Regions from separate parts of the Mus musculus genome. Here regions 1 and 3 are each linked to region 2. A link is a contact called in public Hi-C and promoter capture Hi-C data. All regions are on one chromosome and are shown on one strand. Each heading gives the region's core, a stretch centred on a gene start, on an enhancer-like site or on the middle of the called end of the contact. The rest is flanking DNA. Distances are from core to core; before and after follow the strand shown. Region 1 holds the start of Msx1 (msh homeobox 1). Region 2 holds the start of Mnx1 (motor neuron and pancreas homeobox 1). Region 3 holds the start of A930033C23Rik (a long non-coding RNA gene).

Region 1 (3,088 bases), core at 30-2,529, 8.3 Mb before region 2:
TTGTGTTTCCTGGAGATTAGAGCCCGGCAGTCATCAATGCACAGTCCCGGTGAGCCGCCAATCACCTCCTCCACCTCCCCCGGAGCCGCGAGCCTGGGCCCTGGGATAAGAGGCCATATAAAGAAAAGCCCCCCCCCCCCCAACTCCCCAACAGCCTGTTCGAACCCAGTTTACAAGGTCTTCTGTGGTCCCCACTCCAACTTTCCTTCTTTTTGTATCAGTCAAACAAAACAAAACAAAACAAAACAAAACACGTTTCCTTCGAAATCGGGCAAACAAAACTTCTTAAGCCTTGCACCAAAGATATACCTCCAGGAACTGCTTATTTTTCCTACTGGCCCATCAAATGGGCCTCCACTCTGCACCAGCAGACAGACCCACAGTTAGTGAAGTGTGATTGTTTTTGAGGATTCATTGTCTGAGGTCATGTTGAGGCCAGATTGTTGGTGGGTTCTGTTGGTCTTATTTCGGTCTTCACCCAAGGCATCCAGTGGCTTCTTTGGCTAGTAGCAGTTCTCTGGTAGAGGTGTAACTTTCTGGAGAAAAAGTACGTATAGGGAGGGGGTACGTGTTTGCATGAGAACCAAACTCATTTCCCAGATCATGTTACTTGTTCCCGTACCCACAGAACCAACAGGACCTGTACTTTCTTTGATTAACTTTGTCCAGCCCTGGAGACAAAGGCCCATTTTTACTCCGAGGTAAATTTTTGAAGATTGGAAGACATAAGACACTTAGGGCGGCTTTTTTAAAAAAAGAAATTAGTATTATCCCTTGCTACTCTGACAAATAACTATGAACATTCAAAGCAAACACCAAAAGAAAAAAAAAATTGTAAGTGAATTGTGGTCGAGAAAGGGGGCCAGAAGAGGGAAAGGGGACAGAAAGAAATAGCACAGACCATAAGAGAAACTGTGGAAAGAAAGTAGTCTATGGAGAGGAACAGAAGAAGTGGGTAAAGGATGGTGGAGGACGACTGGCAGAAGAGAAGGACTAGTAAAGAAAAGTCCCTCTGGAACTTGGTAGAATCCACATCCAGGAGTGTGGGGGTCCAGCCGGACCGATGCCCACCTGACTTAGCTAGGCGGAAAAGCTCCCCAGGTACCTCCGGCTCTGTCCCGCCTGTGCGGGTCAGGCCCTTCCCCGAGCGCCCCCAGGCCGAGCGCGCCTCGGGGCACGAGCACAGCCCAATGGTTCTCTCCGGACCCGCCCCCTCGCGCTCTGATTGGCCGCTGCCACGCTGGCCTTGCCTTATTAACAAGTTCTCAGGGGAGCGGCGGCGGACCCGGAGCCGGCGAGTGCGCCTGGGAACTCGGCCTGAGCGGCGCAGGGATCCAGGCCCCGCTCGCTCGAGTTGGCCTTCTGGGGAAGCCGCAGGAGGCTCGCGCGCGAGAGCCGGCCGGGCCAGGAACCCAGGAGCTCGCAGAAGCCGGTCAGGAGCTCGCAGAAGCCGGTCGCGCTCCCAGCCTGCCCGAAACCCATGATCCAGGGCTGTCTCGAGCTGCGGCTGGAGGGGGGGTCCGGCTCTGCATGGCCCCGGCTGCTGCTATGACTTCTTTGCCACTCGGTGTCAAAGTGGAGGACTCCGCCTTCGCCAAGCCTGCTGGGGGAGGCGTTGGCCAAGCCCCCGGGGCTGCTGCGGCCACCGCAACCGCCATGGGCACAGATGAGGAGGGGGCCAAGCCCAAAGTGCCCGCTTCACTCCTGCCCTTCAGCGTGGAGGCCCTCATGGCCGATCACAGGAAGCCCGGGGCCAAGGAGAGCGTCCTGGTGGCCTCCGAAGGGGCTCAGGCAGCGGGTGGCTCGGTGCAGCACTTGGGCACCCGGCCCGGGTCTCTGGGCGCCCCGGATGCGCCCTCCTCGCCGCGGCCTCTCGGCCATTTCTCAGTCGGAGGACTCCTCAAGCTGCCAGAAGATGCTCTGGTGAAGGCCGAAAGCCCCGAGAAACTAGATCGGACCCCGTGGATGCAGAGTCCCCGCTTCTCCCCGCCCCCAGCCAGTAAGTAGCCAGCCCTGGATGGAGAGCGAAGGGGCCAAGAGGGGGTGTGGGGCCCGAGGGCGCCAGGCCGCGCGCCGGCGCCGGCTTGTCTCGGGCGTCGGCGTACCTGCAACTGGGTACCTGGAGGCCGTGCAGAGGTTGCGTTGGCGGGAAGACCGCCTTTGAGCCTCTTCCCACTCCCACCCAGGAAGAGAGTTAGAGGCCTAAAGCAGGCAAAGCTTAGTCCGCGCTCCTTGCCTTGGCTCAGTGCCTCCGAGCCTGTCACTTCACTTGTAGCGCGCGGGTGTCTGTGGACCTTCTTATTCTTCCGGTAGTCAGGACACCAGGGGTGCCCTGCTTCTCCACCTGACCCTAAACTCAGTTATTTTGCACCTCAACTTGGATGGGCGCAGCGGCCAGTACATCCTAGCTCTGCGGAGTTTCACTTTCTACTGGTAGACAGCCGTAACCTCGCGCTCCCCATTTAAAGAACCTCTCAAAGGGTTCCGGAGTTCTGCAAAACTCCTGCCCCACCGCGCATCTAATTTTAAGCAGAAACTTGGTGTTTTGGGCGGGTGGATGATTTAGCAAGAGGGGACGATCGCGGACTAGGGGGGATGGTGGTGGTGGTGGAGACAACAAGACAACCAAAAGAGCTCCCTATTAACCACTTTGCTATAGTGTCCGAATGTGTTGGACCAGGCTTTTGAAGCGGACCCAGCAGCCAGCGACGTGTTCCAGGATAGTCCTAGGTCCTTGCGGCCCTTAGGCTTCCTTTCCCCAGCGAACCCGCTCGAAGATATTTCAGGAGCACGGGAAATTCCCAAGTTTTCCTCGTTTCCTCCGATTATTTCGCCCTACATAATAGCGTTGCAAATTCAATGGCGTGATGCTGAGGAACGATTTTTATCTGGGGATTAAACGTCTTTGAAAAGACAGCCCCTCCCTGGGCCTAAAGCTTGAGGAAGGTGGCCCAGAGCCGGGCTGTTGCTGCTGACCAAAGTGACATTTCCCTATGAACCCACCCTTCTTTAGGGCGGCCTGGTGGAAAACGACTCTGGGGCCAACTTCCCGGACTTGCTATGGCCTGAGCTGGGAGAGAAGTGGGGA
Region 2 (3,113 bases), core at 277-2,776:
AAACAAAAACAAAACAAAAACAACAAAAACAAAAAACCTACTCACTCATCCCAACAGAATCACTGCGTTAAATCTCTCCTAAACAAAACTTGTTGACAGGGAAAATATAGTCCTTACTTATATTTATCGTTACCCCCCACCCCCAATCCCTCTTGAAACAGCTTTGCCTGCTACTTTTAAATTCACCCAACAAGGATTGTCCTAGCCTCCTGGCCTTCCCTGGGCCATTTCCGATCTTTTATTAACCTCTCACCTGGTTGGGAAGCCGCGATCCAGAGACCTGGAACTCCCTCCCACTTTCCCCTCGTGTTTGGGGAAGATACCCGAGAATGGAGCTAGCGAGAAAGCTTGATTTCTCAAACTACTTATTGATTCGTTACATTAAAAAAAAAAAGCCCCCGGAAGCGTGTTTACAGTAAATATTTGATATGTGCGCAGGCTGAGGTCTGGATTCACACTTTAATACGGTCTCTGGAAGCCCTTTCTTGATTTTCCTGAACTCGGCCGGCAGGAGGAGGCGAGAGCCTGATAGTGGCTCCCTTAGCCTGCGAACTGGCTCAGTCCGAGGGAGCAGTCCTCGGCCAATTCCCGCAAAGCCTTTTTCCTACACCCCCACAAGGCAAGGCTCTAATAGAACTTGGTTCTCACCTAGGTCCGGCTCAGTGGCACCTGTGCAAACGACCTTCAAGTCAATGTGCATCTCTGAGTTGGAAAACTGCTCTCTCTCCACTCTGACTGAAGATTTGTAGGCTTCAACCTCTAATACCGTATTTATACACACCGAAACCCTACAAACAAACATTTGCGGCGCATGATACTTTTGGGGGAGGGGCAGATAAGAAGGTTCGACCTGCTGAGGGTTAATGACAGGGACGCAAACCATCTTGAAGCAATCAACACTCAGGAACGCGAGAGATTTTGGGAAACCGAACAGTCTTCAGTGTACTAAGCTCAGGGTCCCGTTTTGGGTACCTAGTGGACTTCAGGGGTGAGGACCCACCTAGTTCCTCAGTGCAGAACATTCCACAACTCCCTCAAGGGAGCGCGAGTAGCTGGAGGAAGATAAGGCGTCCGCCTCTGGAGGAACAAGGTGTCAAAGGGACTCGGGGGGCACTCACTGGGACCCAGGGTTACTGGCGCTCACCACTCTCCCAGCAGCAAGGAAGCAGTAAGCTTGTGTTCAGCCTCCAAACTCTCCAACCTGCCTCCTCCGGCCACCTACGCTGTTCACCACCGGCTGCTTAGGACCTGGGGGCGCAGGGGCGGGGCGTCAGGCTAATTGGACCGTGACAGGTGAGCCCCTCGGCCAATCGCCGGGCAGACAGCCCTCCTCGGGCCCCCGCTGAGCGCGCCAATCCCAGACCGCCCTGAGCTTCAAGTGTGCGGAGGGGCGCGGGTCCCCACCAAGGCACCAGTGGCCTCGATGCGGTCGCTTGAGCTCTTGAGAGCAGAGAGCCGGTCTCCCCAACACAAACTCGCAGGAGCGCTCCGGTGGAAGTTCATACCAGTGAGTGGAGCGCGGTCCCCACGAGGACCGCAAAGAGGAGGCGCCTGGACGATGGTCGCTCTCAGCTGAGTTTCCGGCTGCGACTTTATTGGCAAAAAATCGCAGTAACAATACCGGCCCCAAGGCTGGCCACCGCCACGCTCAGTCTCCGTAAGCCCGCACACGACTGCATCGCCCACCCTTGGACCCTGATTGTCAGCTCCAATCGAGCCGATGGAAAAATCCAAAAATTTCCGCATCGACGCCCTGCTGGCCGTGGATCCCCCGCGAGCCGCCTCCACGCAGAGCGCGCCTCTGGCCTTGGTCACTTCCCTCGCGACTACAGTATCTGGTCCCGGCCGCGGCGGCAGCGGCGGCGGGGGGACCAGTAGCGGGGCGAGCCGTAGCTGCAGTCCCGCATCCTCGGAGGCCACTGCAGCGCCCGGTGACCGGCTGAGAGCTGAGAGCCCGTCGCCCCCACGCTTGCTGGCTGCACACTGCGCGCTGCTGCCCAAGCCCGGATTCCTGGGCGCCGGAGGAGGCGGCGGCGCGGCGGGTGGGCCGGGCACTCCCCACCACCACGCGCACCCTGGTGCAGCAGCCGCCGCGGCTGCCGCTGCCGCTGCCGCGGCTGCCGGTGGCCTGGCACTGGGGCTGCACCCGGGGGGCGCACAGGGCGGCGCGGGCCTCCCTGCACAGGCGGCTCTCTATGGACACCCGGTCTACAGTTATTCGGCAGCAGCTGCAGCGGCCGCGCTAGCTGGCCAGCACCCGGCGCTTTCCTACTCATACCCTCAGGTGCAGGGCGCGCACCCTGCGCACCCTGCCGACCCCATCAAGCTGGGTGCCAGCACCTTCCAACTGGACCAGTGGCTGCGCGCGTCTACTGCGGGCATGATCCTGCCCAAGATGCCGGACTTCAGCTGTGAGTACCTGCGCCGCACCCGGACAGTTCTCACGCGCATCCTCCTCTCTCGCACCCCCTTCCTTTTGCTCTCACCTCCTAGCGAGCTGTGGAAGAGCATCGAAGCCTCTGTGGCTCATTCCTGGGCCTGTGAGGCCTCTCGTGGGCCGCACAGAATGAAAGGAGCCTCAAATTATTAAGATGGCCACAAGCAGGCCTTGGCCTCTCTATCTCTCTTAACAGACAGGGGAGGTTGGAGGTGTGAGGCTAAAACCTAAAGAATAACCTGCAAGCTGGACAAGGAAGTGCGCGGAAAGGCTAGCCTCGATTAGGGCAGGTTTTGGGGGTCGCTGAAACCGGGGACTTATCTTGAGAAAATGAACTTTGTCAGAGGTTCCATTATAGGCTATGAAGAGACACATCACTGGGTCCAGAAGTAGCTCTTCCGTGGCCCTTGTAAGGACTCTGCCTTCCTTTGAAGGGCAAGACATTTGCATGTCTCTGTCTCTCTGTCTGTCTCTGTCTGTCTCTGTCTCTGTCTCTGTCTCTGTCTCTCTCTCTCTCTCTGTGTGTGTGTGTGTGTGTGTGTGTGTGTGTGTGTGTGTTGGTGAGGGTGGGCGTCCCTCCAAATGATGTCGAACTGGTCTGTTTGAATATAAGGTCACCGGGTCTATAAATAGAAAGTGCCTGGCTGGGAACTTCAGGTGCTCAACACCTTGGGGA
Region 3 (3,312 bases), core at 788-3,287, 5.9 Mb before region 2:
GTAGGGGCTTTGGAGAAGAGAGCTGGGAAAGCGGCTTCCCAGTGACAGCTTGCCTGGAGAGAACACTGGAATTTGAGGGTTTCTGGAGCGGGAAGCAGTTGGGACCTGAAACAGCGCTAATATGTGCCAATATGTCACTAGCCCGCCTGGACTGAGGGAACCCCTGACGTTCGATTGGAGCGCTTGGGGACAGATACACAAGGAACCTAGAAAAGCGCCCCATTCAGGGAAGGAATTAGTGGGAAAATAGCCAAGTTCACAGCCAGCCATGAAGTACAAGCATGGGGGTGGGGTGGGGTGGGGGACTATGTGGCTGAGTTCCAGGTAAAAATAATAGGCTGGTGATGGATTTCTTTAAAAACATAAAAACAAACAAACAAACAGACACCCTGGAATGACAAAAGAGCAGTTGAGAAGAGGCTGGGGATGAGCTCGGAGGTAGAACCTGCTTGCCTGGTATGCCGGGGCCCTGGGATTATTGCCCAGCACTGTAAAAAGAAAAAAGGCAGGATGGGAAAAGAGGGTCCAGGTACCTTCCCGGTTGTAGGAGGAGGCCAAGGTGCAAGCTAAGGACTTGCTGGGGTACGCAGAGGTACGGGATCTTTCTGCCCTTTGTGAAAGCAGACCACTTAACATTATGTGCATTAGATTTTACATATGATGGATGCATTGGTAGCTTTGATAAAACAGAATGGGTGGAGGAACAGGGAGCCGTGAGGACATACTGGGTTTTTATTTGTGTTTATTTTGCTGACAATTTGCCAGTCCCACCTGGAAAGCTCAAACCCCCAGCCTGGGGGGGGGTGTCTCTCAGTTTAAACCTTTACTGTATCTAAGTGAAAACGAACTTTTTTTTTCCTTTAAGGATTTGGTGAGAGGTTCCACACTATACAAGTGGATTCCATACTCTTGAGAACTTCAGGGCTTGTAAACTTCAGGTGGGGTCTATAAAGCTAGCATTTAGGAGGTGAGTGAGGTTAAGAGGGCCAGGAGCTGGAAGTCAGCCTGAGCTACAAGGCAGATCTTATCATAATAATAGTAATAATAATAATAATAATAATAATAATAAGCAGACTTGTCTGTCTGGAGTGAGTTTTCATCTTGGAGGCCGGAAGAGAGCTTTTCTTCCAGCATGCTTGATCACACCTTTAATTTTTCTGCTCCGACAATACATTTCCTATTTGCAAACAAACCAATGAACGGGTTAGTGAACGCTCAGGCTTGAAGCCTACTTGAAACCTTGAATTTCATCGCCAGCCCTGCAAAACTAAGAATATGTCAAAATCAAAACAAAACTCAGCCAGGATTGGTGGTGGCAAACCTTTAATCTCAACAGATTAAAGGCACATGGATCTCTCTCTCAGCTCGAGGCCAGACTGGTCTACACAGAGAGACAAAACAACAACAACAACAACATTTAAAGAAAAGATAAAGAAAAAGAAAAAAACTCAGCTATCCGTGGGTGCCTGAATTTGGAAAGCCCCTTCTGTGTGTGTGCGCGCTCGCGCGTGTGCGCGTGTGTTTAATTTTCTATACCGAACACCGCTTCTCTGCGCGCAGATGGGGACGTGCAGAACCGATTGGCTAGCGGCCGGGGAGGCCTGCCTGGGCCCTGCTTGCCCCGGCAGAAGGGCCGAAGCATGGGTCCGTGTCCCAGGGCAGGGGCCCAAGCGGTCGCTGTGCTTCGGAGCTGCCTGGCTCTTCTCCGGTCTGAGTCGGAAGGTTCGAGGGTCTGACTCCGGAAGCCTCTGAAGATCTAGTCTAAGGTGAGCGCCAGGTTCCCCGCGGACCACCGGTTACATCCCGCCGCCCTGCGCGCCTCGCCGGCTCCGGAGCGCGTCGCCTCCCCGCGGGCTGCGGGTCCCAGGGGCGAGGTCCTCGGCGCGGCGGAGGGTGGAGGGCCGAGGGGCGGCTCTTAAGGAAAAGAAGTTGAATCATCAGAGAAACCATTAGGCTAATGTGATGTGCTGTAAGGCGTGGGATCAATGCGGCCAGGCCGCTGGGGTGGGGGGGGGGGTGGGGGTTGCCGCCGAGCATGCGAGGCTCCTGCCCATTTGGGGGAAATGGATTTTAGAAATTTCAGAAAGAAAACTCAATCCAAATCTAGATGTAAAGGCGCTGTGGTTGTCAAGCTTCGAGAGCCATTTATGTCGTGTAGGAACAGTGACCTCGGTGGGGTGAAGCCAACATCAGGTGGGTACAGTGACCTCAAGGGGCGAAGCCAAGAGTGAGGTTCTAAAGAAACAGATGAAAGAGAGTTCTGACACTGGATGAGGGATGGCAGAGCTCCTGGGGAAGTGACAGTGGCTCCTCAGCTGGACATTTTGGAACCTTAGATTCCCTCAGACAGTGGCTTCTACTCCTCCATGTTTGGGCAGAGAGTTGGATACTAAGATACCCAAACCTATGCAGAGCCCACTCTGAGCGCAAGACCCTAGGCTTAGGGGCACAATGCTCTCCCAACTAGTCCTATGTTGCTACGAGGGACATCGAATCCCACAGTAAAGGCAAGGCTCAGGCCCTGGATCAGAGCCTGGGCACATGGCTCCACCAGGTAGGTCCCATGATATTAAGGTGGGTGAATAGAGGCCCCAGAAAAGAATGAGCTTCTTCAAGATTTGAACAGCGTCCCCATTCCATTCTCTCTGTCCCCCAAAAGCCCTTCTTCTTGCTGGCCCAAAGTATTGTTCCCTTCTAGAAAAAAGAGGAGGGGTGTGGGCTGCGACATATCTTGGGGCCACAATGGACTTGTACATACAATGACCAGGTAAGACTGGGCCTGGACACTGCTGGGGAGCGGGGATGCTCAGAGGCAAGCCTCCCGTTCTTCACAGCCGCCCTTAGGAGGTAAAGTGGATCCGGAAAATGATTAAGGTCTTTTCTCCACAACCAATTTCGGTCAGCCCTAAGGGCACGTGGCATCATTCTGCTTGCTTGCTTATCATTGTTTGCTGTCTGAACGGCCTGGAGGTCTGAGGAAGTCCTACTAGGCTCCGGGTGAGTTCTAGCTTCTGTCTCCAAGCTTTTAAAAAGGAAACGAATGAATTCCAGTGTAGGGCCCTCAGATCTACTCCCTGGTGTAGAGAACTCTCTGGAAGGAGTTGAGAGACAGTGGGCTCTCCCACTTCTGGCCCCCTCATTTGCCCAGTTGAAAAGAAATCCCAACATTGCTTCCGTCTCCCAGATCACGGGATGCGTGAGCCTTGGAGTCAGACTGGGACTGATTATTTTTCGAACACACAACTAGGATAGCACCCCTGTCTTTTGTGGGGGCACTGTGCAGCTGCGAGGCTCGGCGCTCGCAGTCTTAAG

What was found. Promoter capture Hi-C pulls out the DNA fragments that hold promoters and counts their contacts. A called contact is a pair of places that touch in the nucleus more often than the background predicts.
Region 1: a contact with region 2 is called in a Hi-C map of embryonic stem cells, with 13 times the contacts expected there. The contact joins the promoter of Msx1 here to the promoter of Mnx1 in region 2. A contact is called at or near these places in 6 of 39 promoter capture datasets (cranial neural crest, embryonic stem cells, hippocampal neurons and 1 more), 11 of 484 Hi-C or Micro-C datasets (B cells, cerebellum, cerebral cortex and 1 more) and 1 of 115 datasets of contacts at active chromatin or transcription factors (embryonic stem cells).
Region 3: a promoter capture Hi-C map of second pharyngeal arch cranial neural crest shows a contact between it and region 2. The contact joins the promoter of A930033C23Rik here to the promoter of Mnx1 in region 2. A contact is called at or near these places in 4 of 39 promoter capture datasets (cranial neural crest, embryonic stem cells, maxillary cranial neural crest and 1 more) and 12 of 484 Hi-C or Micro-C datasets (cerebellum, embryonic ectoderm, embryonic stem cells and 1 more).

What each region holds. Positions count from the first base shown.
Region 1 is chr5:37,822,776-37,825,863 of GRCm38.p6, reverse strand. It overlaps Msx1 (msh homeobox 1), which reads left to right and starts at 1,279. Exons shown (of 2, transcript NM_010835.2): 1 at 1,279-1,999. The coding sequence starts at 1,531. It overlaps Gm33993 (a long non-coding RNA gene), which reads right to left and starts at 109. Exons shown (of 6, transcript XR_868362.1): 1 at 1-109. RefSeq lists an enhancer at 1-195.
Region 2 is chr5:29,476,883-29,479,995 of GRCm38.p6, reverse strand. Mnx1 (motor neuron and pancreas homeobox 1) reads left to right here and starts at 1,526. Exons shown (of 3, transcript NM_019944.2): 1 at 1,526-2,411. The coding sequence starts at 1,721.
Region 3 is chr5:35,398,280-35,401,591 of GRCm38.p6, reverse strand. It overlaps A930033C23Rik (a long non-coding RNA gene), which reads left to right and starts at 2,037. Exons shown (of 3, transcript XR_003955880.1): 1 at 2,037-2,767; 2 at 2,904-3,312. It also overlaps a transcript of Hmx1 not described here.